Linked DNA regions of Mus musculus: region 2 is linked to region 1. A link is a contact called in public promoter capture Hi-C data. All regions are on one chromosome and are shown on one strand. Each heading gives the region's core, a stretch centred on a gene start, on an enhancer-like site or on the middle of the called end of the contact. The rest is flanking DNA. Distances are from core to core; before and after follow the strand shown.

Region 1 (3,965 bases), core at 555-3,054:
CACATCTGTGTACATGGGACATGCACTGTCACATGGAATACATCTGTGTATATGGAGCATGCACTGTCACATGGAATACATCTGTGTACATGGGACATGCACTGTCACATGGAATACATCTGTGTACATGGAGCATGCACTGTCACATGGAATGCATCTGTGTACATGGAGCATGCACTGTCACATGGAATACATCTGTGTACATGGAGCATGCACTGTCACATGGAATACATCTGTATACATGGGACATGTACTGTCACATGGGCACATCTGTGTCTATGGAACATACACTGACACATGGGGCACAGCTTGTGTACATGAAACATATAGTGTCACACAGGCACTTAAGAAACAGACAAAGGACAAGCTGGTTGAGGAATGAAGATGATTTTAAATGCTGTCACTTTGGTAGTTGTCAGAGTTAAATGAGGATGTTACACTGTGGCATGTGTAATGGCTACTCCTGTCAACTTGACTACATCTGGAATGAACTAAAACCCAACTGGGCACACCTGTGAAGAACTTTTTCCTAATTAAATCTTTTAAAATGGAAAGCCCTATTTTTAATCTGGATCTTTTGGAGAAGGAAGATGCATCTGTAATCTAGACCTTCTGAGAGAGGAAAATCCACTTTTTAACTTGGTCTGCACCTTCTGCTGGCAGCCTCAATAAAGGACATGGAAGGAAGCTGGCTCTCTTCGCTTGCTCTTGCTCTCTAGCAAGTCCATTCCTTCACTAGCACTGGAGCCTACTTCTTTAGGATTCCAGTGTATATTGAAGACCATCTGAGATATACAGCCTGGCCGACTGAACAACTACTAGATTCTTGGACCTTCCACTAGTAGACAGCCATTGTTGGACTAGCTGGCCTAGCCTGTAAACCATTCAAGAAAATTCCCTTTCTAAATAAATCCCCTAATAAATTCCCTCATATATATGTAAGTATATACATACATATAGGTATTGATACATATACACATACACATATACACATACACTAAAGAAAGAAAAACCTATATAGGACATCTGTAGAATAAGATGTCTCACGGGGGAAAAAGACAGAATACCAACTATGTATAAAATTATTTTAAATCAGTATTATATTGAGTATTATTTTATAAAAGAAATGTTATGGCTACCTGGAGCCTCATGGATGCAGACTGCCATGAGACTCTTCTATAGAGTTACTGCCAGCCTCTGGCATGTGGGGATAAAACAGCATTCCCAGAACTGCCTAATAAAACATGTAGGGTGGTAAAACATAACAACTACAAATCACTTCCAAATAATCCTGAAAACAGCATGCTTGCACGAAGGCTCAGACATATATTTGGCAAATCCTCACTAATCTCACAGATCTGATTAGAAGTTATTTAGAGTTTCATTGTGCTTTTCAATTTTATGTTCAAAATTCTTTTTTTTTTTCAAAATTCTTAATATAAATGTAGTTGCTACTCTTGATTGTCAACCTGGCATATTCGGGAAGTGGGAAACTCAACTAAAGAACTCTTCCATCCGATTGGCCAGTGGGCATGTCTACCAGGTGTTTTCTCGGTTGCTAACTTTGCCACCTCTGGGCAGGTGGGCCCGGGCTGTGTAAGAAAGGCAGCTGAGCAAGCCAGCAAAACACTGAAGTCAGCAGCCGTGTTCTTCCACTGCCGCCTCCTTGAAGTCTTCTCTTGGCTTCCCTCAAGGACAGGCTGCAACCTGTAAAATAAACCTTTCCCTCCCCTACGTTGCTTTGGCCAGTGTTTATCACAGCAACAGAAAGCAAACTAGGACAGCAAACATGAAGGAGAACTCTACGTGCCTCTGAGACCCAGATAAACGGCTACTGTAAGCTGCCCAGGCCAATGTCCCTCAGTCCACCTCCACTCACCGTTTTATCTGCCCGCGTTTTGCTTTCATGTGTCTGGCTCACAGAAGCTGCCGGCAAAGCTTCTGCTTTTTCTTTAAACAGATCTCCTTCGTCATCATCAAAGATAATGGCAGTGGACTTGACTTTGTCTTAAAAGAGAAACCACAGCATAAAAATTACACTAAGGTCAAAATACACACACACACACACACACACAGACACACAGACACACAGACACACACTTCTTCTCTTCCACAGATAAATATGGAAGGTGTCTTATTTTTTGCTCATTTACAGAGAAATACAAAGTGAGTGGAGCCCTGCTCTGCCTTTAGTTCGGCTGCTTCCTTTCCCTGCTGCTTCCCTGCAGTTCTCGGGGCTGACCAGAGAGGGCGACATGCAGTCAAGTGCTCTGCCACAGAGCTGCTCTCCCCAGATCCACAGCCCTGGCACTCTGCAACAGCAGTTCAAATAAATCAAAAGACGCTAACCATATGAATGAACCTTCTCCAAACAGAAGACTCCTGTGCTAAGTATATCCAAGATGGGGATAAAGAGTAAAGATCACTTTAAGGAGCCAAAAAGTCATTAACTGTAGGACGGAGATGTGAAGGGTGACTCCTGTTTTCATTAAAGACCAAACTATACAGAAATAGATGAAACCAAATGCTGGCATTCCCTCATCTCCACCTGCCCACCTAGACAAGACAGACACAAGAGCTTGGTACACACACTTCTAAATCTTACCTTATGTTTATATCAGCTATTCATAAGATTATAAATTTGGAATAATCTGAGTAAAATGACCTACCATTTGTGTTTTCCATTTAATGTACAATGGAAATATCCCAAATATCCCAGGGTAGAAAAGTAAATGCCTCATTTTTTTTTACGAGATTTCTGTTTGTTTGTTTGTTTGTTTGTTTATGTGTTGCATTGTTTGCTCAGGTTTTGGGGTGGGTGTGTGTGCATGTATACAGAGGTCAGAAGGTGTCCGGTGTCCTACTACTCTCTCTCTACCTAGTCCTTTGAGATAGGGTCTTCCCCTGATCTTGGGGCTTGTGTTTTCTCTACCTGCCTCAAAGCCAGCAAAGCCCGGGGACCCTATCTCTGCCCTTGCACAGCTGGAGGATCCTATCTCTGCCCTTGCACAGCTGGAGGATCCTATCTCTGCCCTTGCACAGCTGGAGGATCCTATCTTTGCCCTTGCACAGCTGGAGGTCCGGGCATCGTTCCCAGGACGTGTAGAACGTACCCAGAACATCTGAGCCATCCCTCCAGCAGCTCATTCTTTTCAAAATCGAACAAAGACCCACTAAACAGAAAGACCACAGCTTTCCTGACTCCCCAGGCATAGCTCCGTCAGAGAGTAAAAGCACAGGAAGGACATCAGTGTGGACCTCGGAGGAGGGGAGAGGATGCACCAAAGCAAAAACAATACGAGCCCTCTGGCAGAAAAAAGAGAAGCTGGGAATTAAGCAACAAGCACGCAATGTTCCGCTCATGTAACTACCCGGAGTTGCTAGGAGGAAGTGTGACTAAATTTCTGCCTGTAATGTGAAAGGCAGAAGCAAAAACTTTAAGAAAAGAATACAGAAGAAGTTCAGCTCCCTATTAAAGAAGATAACCTCAGTAATTGATTCCCAAAGCAGAAAAGATTGACCTATGAGGGACCCCCCCAAGGCTATAGCACAATTTAAGCATAGATAAGACAATGACAGTAATGTTCAGTAAGTAAGGCATTCTGGAACTGTAAGAGACACCGAATGTGAAGAACTGTGTCCCCTTAAGTTTAATTTTCTTCTCTAAGTTCCCAGAATTAGCCTAAAAGTGGTACCGGTCTTAGAAGGCTTGCTAGAAGATGGCATAAAAAAGTTATTATCATCTTCATCATTGTCGTTATCATCATCATCAAAGAGGCCAGCAGGAGTTGGCAAATGTGAGCTCTTCCCCGGAGTAGGCTGCCCATGTTTCTGGAGCTCCTTCAGTGATGGGGCAGAGGTGGACCCAGACACATCAGGATGCCCTGAGGATGGAAGGACAGTCAGAGCTATGCTCCAGCAGGAGCCTCCTGACAGCACTCATGAGTCAGGTTCAGCCACAAAAC
Region 2 (3,965 bases), core at 489-2,988, 400 kb before region 1:
CCAAGACCCCCAGATGGCACCAGAAGGGTTGTTTGTAAGTTTAGAGTAGGGGAGACCATGACAAGAGTGACATTGAGGATTTTGGCTTGAGCAGCTGGAGTGAAGGCACGGTTGTCAATTGCTGGGCGGAGACTATCGAGGGACAGAACGTTTGATGTGCCATGCTCACTGCGCATTCAAACGGGATCCCAAGCAATCGGATCCAGGAGCCTGGAGCTCTGGAGAGTTGCACATGTCAATGGGTCAAGAGAGTTTATGCTGGGACCAAATATAAATGACCGTGGCCCAGAAACAGATTTAGGTTACCTCAAATCCCAGGCCCCAACATGGAAGCAGTTTCATGAAGTTTCATAGTAATAGAATAAAGAAAGTTGCAAAACAAGACACTTTGGAACACACTAGTGGAAGCATGGAGTGGGAGGTTATAGCAGCATGGAGGAACCTCAGCTGCAGGCTTCCGCTATCAGATGACTCTTGGACTTCTGGTTGTAGAAAATCAGTTTTGTTAAATTAGCACATCCCAAAATATTTTTTACCTGTCAGTCACAGGATGTCAGGTCAAAAGTGGGCAAAGTAGTGGTTATTTCCATGGCTAGAGATACCTCAAACTCTGTTATGACTGGGCTCCGGACCTACGACACTCCCAAACCCTCCATAACCACAGAAGCTCACTTATCTGGCCAGCCGCGCAGAAGAGTGCTGCTTCTCTGCAGGAAGTTGCATTTATGGACACCAGGATCAGCCAAGGTCGCCAGTGAGGGGAGTCTGCCTTAATGCGATGAATCTGAAGCCATTAGAACTCCCCTGGGAAGGAAGCATGTGTGCCTTTCCAAACCGAGTTGTTCACTCACAGTGTGAGCGGGAGCAGAATTCCTCTCCAAGCTGGGGTTCCTGCCCAGTACACTGAACGCATTCATTTTCCTCTGATAGGAGTGGCTGATGCAAAGTCACGGCTCTCTCCTCAAAGTCATGAGTTTTATTCAGAGGCCAAACACAAGTGATGATGGCCCAGGGAACACAGATTTAGATTACCCAAACTCCGCCTTTCAACCTGCAACCAAATTCATGAAGGTTTGACAGTAACAGAACAAAGAAAGCCATAAATCAAGATACTTTTAAATTCATTTGTAGAAACATCAGAGAGGTGGGTTAGAGCTCTGTTTAGACATCTCAGCTATAGATGTCATCTAACATAGTATTCTTGGCCTTTTGATTGGAGAATGGGATTTTGTGTTTTATCTGTCAGGATGTTGCACATCCTTCCATAGAAGTGGACAAGGAATGGATGCATCCCAAGATGAATACTAATTATGCTCTGGACCTGCAACATCCCAACCTCTCTTCACCACCGCCGTTTTAATCAATCAGTCAGCCTGTGCGGACAGTGTCCTCCAGAAATTTCACGGGCCTTTTGGTGATATAAGGCGACCCGTGAAAAACATAAGTAACACCTTAGGCTGAAGTTATTTCTCTAGACTAGATACTCAGTACTAAGAATGCAATTTACAAGTTGGAACGGGCTGGTTTGGGGGTGGTGAGCAGAATCTAACAAAGGCCAGTTTCTGTGTAGGTCGACCAGAATAGAAAGAGAGCGGGTAACAGGCCTTAAGGTCCTTGGCTCTGCCTTCTGAGTGGTAAGAGAGGAACACAAAAGGACCACCGGAAGAATCCGCAGGATATGGTGGGGTGGGCCGGGGACCATAGAGGGTCTCTCCGCCTCTTCCTAGAGCGGCCGGCAGCTCCGCGGCTAGCAGCCCGCACTTCCGGCGGGCGAGGCGCGAGGCGGGCACCGTGGCGGCCTGCGCGGTGAGTACGCGGGGCCTGCGGGTCTGCCTGGGCCGGTGTTGGGTCGGGTCGGGCTGCGGCGCTGCACGGAGCCCGGCGGGTGGCCTCGGGCTGGGGTCGGCTTCGGCCTGGGCGCCTCCGCTCGCCGCGGAGGAGAAAGACTCCATTGTACGGGTGGGTAGGCTGCACCGGGCCATTGTGAGCGACTTGGAGGGAAGCGGCGGACTCTTTGTTGCTGCCGTAAATGGGTGAGGGAGCAGGTGCACGCCGGCTAGACGGGTCCCCAGTACTGGAGCTCCATCACCCAGCTTTACCCAGCCTCTCCCCTACTGGGGACCTCGATCAGACAACCGGACTTGGCGGGCGTTAGACGAGGGGGCGATGGACTCCCCAGGTCGGACAGTGAGAAATCAGGCCCGGAGGCGGCTCCGGGGTTGGGATGGGTAAAGGAGCTAAAGGAGCTTCGGGCCTGTGTTTACGAACCCACGAAAGGAGGTTTTAAATCAGCTTTATTTTAAAAATAGGAGCACACATAGGCTACCTGTAAGTATGATTACTTCATCCATAGGTAGATTCCATAATCGATCAGTTTGCAACCAGTTGTGAGTTCCCCGGTATTTAAAGAGATGTGTTTAAAAGTGTATGCTTACCATTATAGCTATTTATTGAGTACCAGGTACCCCACACAGTGTCTCCTGTTTACGTGGTCTGTACATAACCGAGACGGTTATGGGCAGTGATTGCTGTAGATCTGTGTTATGTGCAGTTTGCTCTTTCTGTTGCTGCAATTGTAGCAGATAAAATTATTAAACACCCAGGAAAAGCCCCTGGGCACTCTTACGTTTGGAGGATTATTATACAGCAAAATCAAGACGAAGGAAAAAAAAGGCAGGAAAAGATGTCATTTGTGTTTTTATTTACTTACTTTAAATGCTTGTGTGCAAGGAAACTCAGAAAAATAACTGAGTTGCAAGTAGGTTTTCCAACTAACCTAAGACACTGGAAGTCCAGTGACTGGCTTTGCAGGCCTGAACACCTCCCACACTCTCGCCTATTTGGAGTGTGTGTGTGTGGAAGGGGTTGTTTTGACAGCTTCCAGACAACCTTAAATGTAATGCAATAAACTTATTTTAGAGCTTTTGGTTGTGCTCTCCTTCTTGGCGTGCTATAGTCTAGGAAAGGAAGAATAAAGTGTTTTGGTTTTTTTTTTTTTTTTCCAGATTTTTCTCACCTAGTATTTTCTGAATAAGACTCTTGGGAAACTTGAAATTCTCTTTACCGATTAGCTTCTATTTTCAACTCCGCTTGCTAAGTTATCATCTATAGAAATAACCAAGCAAATAAGAATAGATAGGAATCTATGGAGGTGTAGTATAATCTGTCATTTCTTTTGAATTGGATATCTTACGTAGCAGCTATTAAATGAGAAATTTAGCACAGCCAGTATTGACCTGAGATGCTGTTTAGCAGAGATATTGATCATCTTTTGCAGTTATTTTTGTATCTTCTCTGAGACTTTATCTTGCTTTTGCTTTTTAGTCCTTCAAAATACTCTCTGTGGCTCCTCCCTAACAGGTTTATGTTTTTCTTCGTCTTCTCTTTTGCCTGTCCAAAATCAGAAACGTTGCAAAATGATGATGATGCTGATTAAGCTTAACCTCTGGCATTAGAATCACCTAACGAGCACCTGTCTCTTAAAAGTGCGTCATTGCACTTGTACTAGGTGTGCTTTGGCTACACATGGATGCAGTTTTGATAGATTGAAGAGGTGCTAGTGCTGAACTAATAAATATCTGTATTTTTCTTTTTCTTCTACAGAAGGGAATTCCGAGTTGCGTCACTCTAGGATATGAGACCTTAGTTCAGAAGTTCAGAAGACAGTAGGATCTCTTGCCGACACATTTGCCTACTCACCATGAGGTTAGGAAAGCCCAAAGGGGGTATTTCTCGAAGCGCCAGCCAAGGAAAAGCCTATGAGAGCAAGCGCAAGACAGCCCGCCAGCGACAGAAATGGGGGGTGGCCATTCGCTTCGACTCGGGCTTGAGTCGACGGAGAAGGAACGTGGACGAGAAGCCTTACAAGTGTGCTAAATGCTCCAAGAGTTTCAGTCAGAGCTCCACGCTCTTTCAGCACAAGAAGATCCATACTGGGAAGAAATCCCATAAATGTGCCGATTGTG

What was found. Promoter capture Hi-C pulls out the DNA fragments that hold promoters and counts their contacts.
Region 2: a promoter capture Hi-C map of liver shows a contact between it and region 1, with 2.2 times the contacts expected there. The contact joins the promoter of Zfp422 here to the enhancer-like site in region 1. A contact is called at or near these places in 2 of 39 promoter capture datasets (hippocampal neurons and liver), 2 of 115 datasets of contacts at active chromatin or transcription factors (embryonic stem cells and pancreatic cancer cells) and 2 of 9 other capture datasets (adipose tissue and liver).

What each region holds. Positions count from the first base shown.
Region 1 is chr6:116,227,265-116,231,229 of GRCm38.p6, reverse strand. It overlaps Washc2 (WASH complex subunit 2`), which reads right to left. Exons shown (of 31, transcript NM_026585.3): 15 at 3,696-3,884; 16 at 1,880-2,007. Among named protein-coding and RNA genes, the nearest start is that of Gm52873, 9.6 kb to the left of the region's middle. Within about 2 kb of position 1,804, at least 130 of the 459 cell types and tissues checked have an H3K27ac peak or open chromatin away from gene starts, as enhancers often do. A contact at or near this core is called in adipose tissue and liver, where this site is marked.
Region 2 is chr6:116,626,772-116,630,736 of GRCm38.p6, reverse strand. It overlaps Zfp422 (zinc finger protein 422), which reads left to right and starts at 1,738. Exons shown (of 2, transcript NM_026057.3): 1 at 1,738-1,806; 2 at 3,604-3,965. The coding sequence starts at 3,701.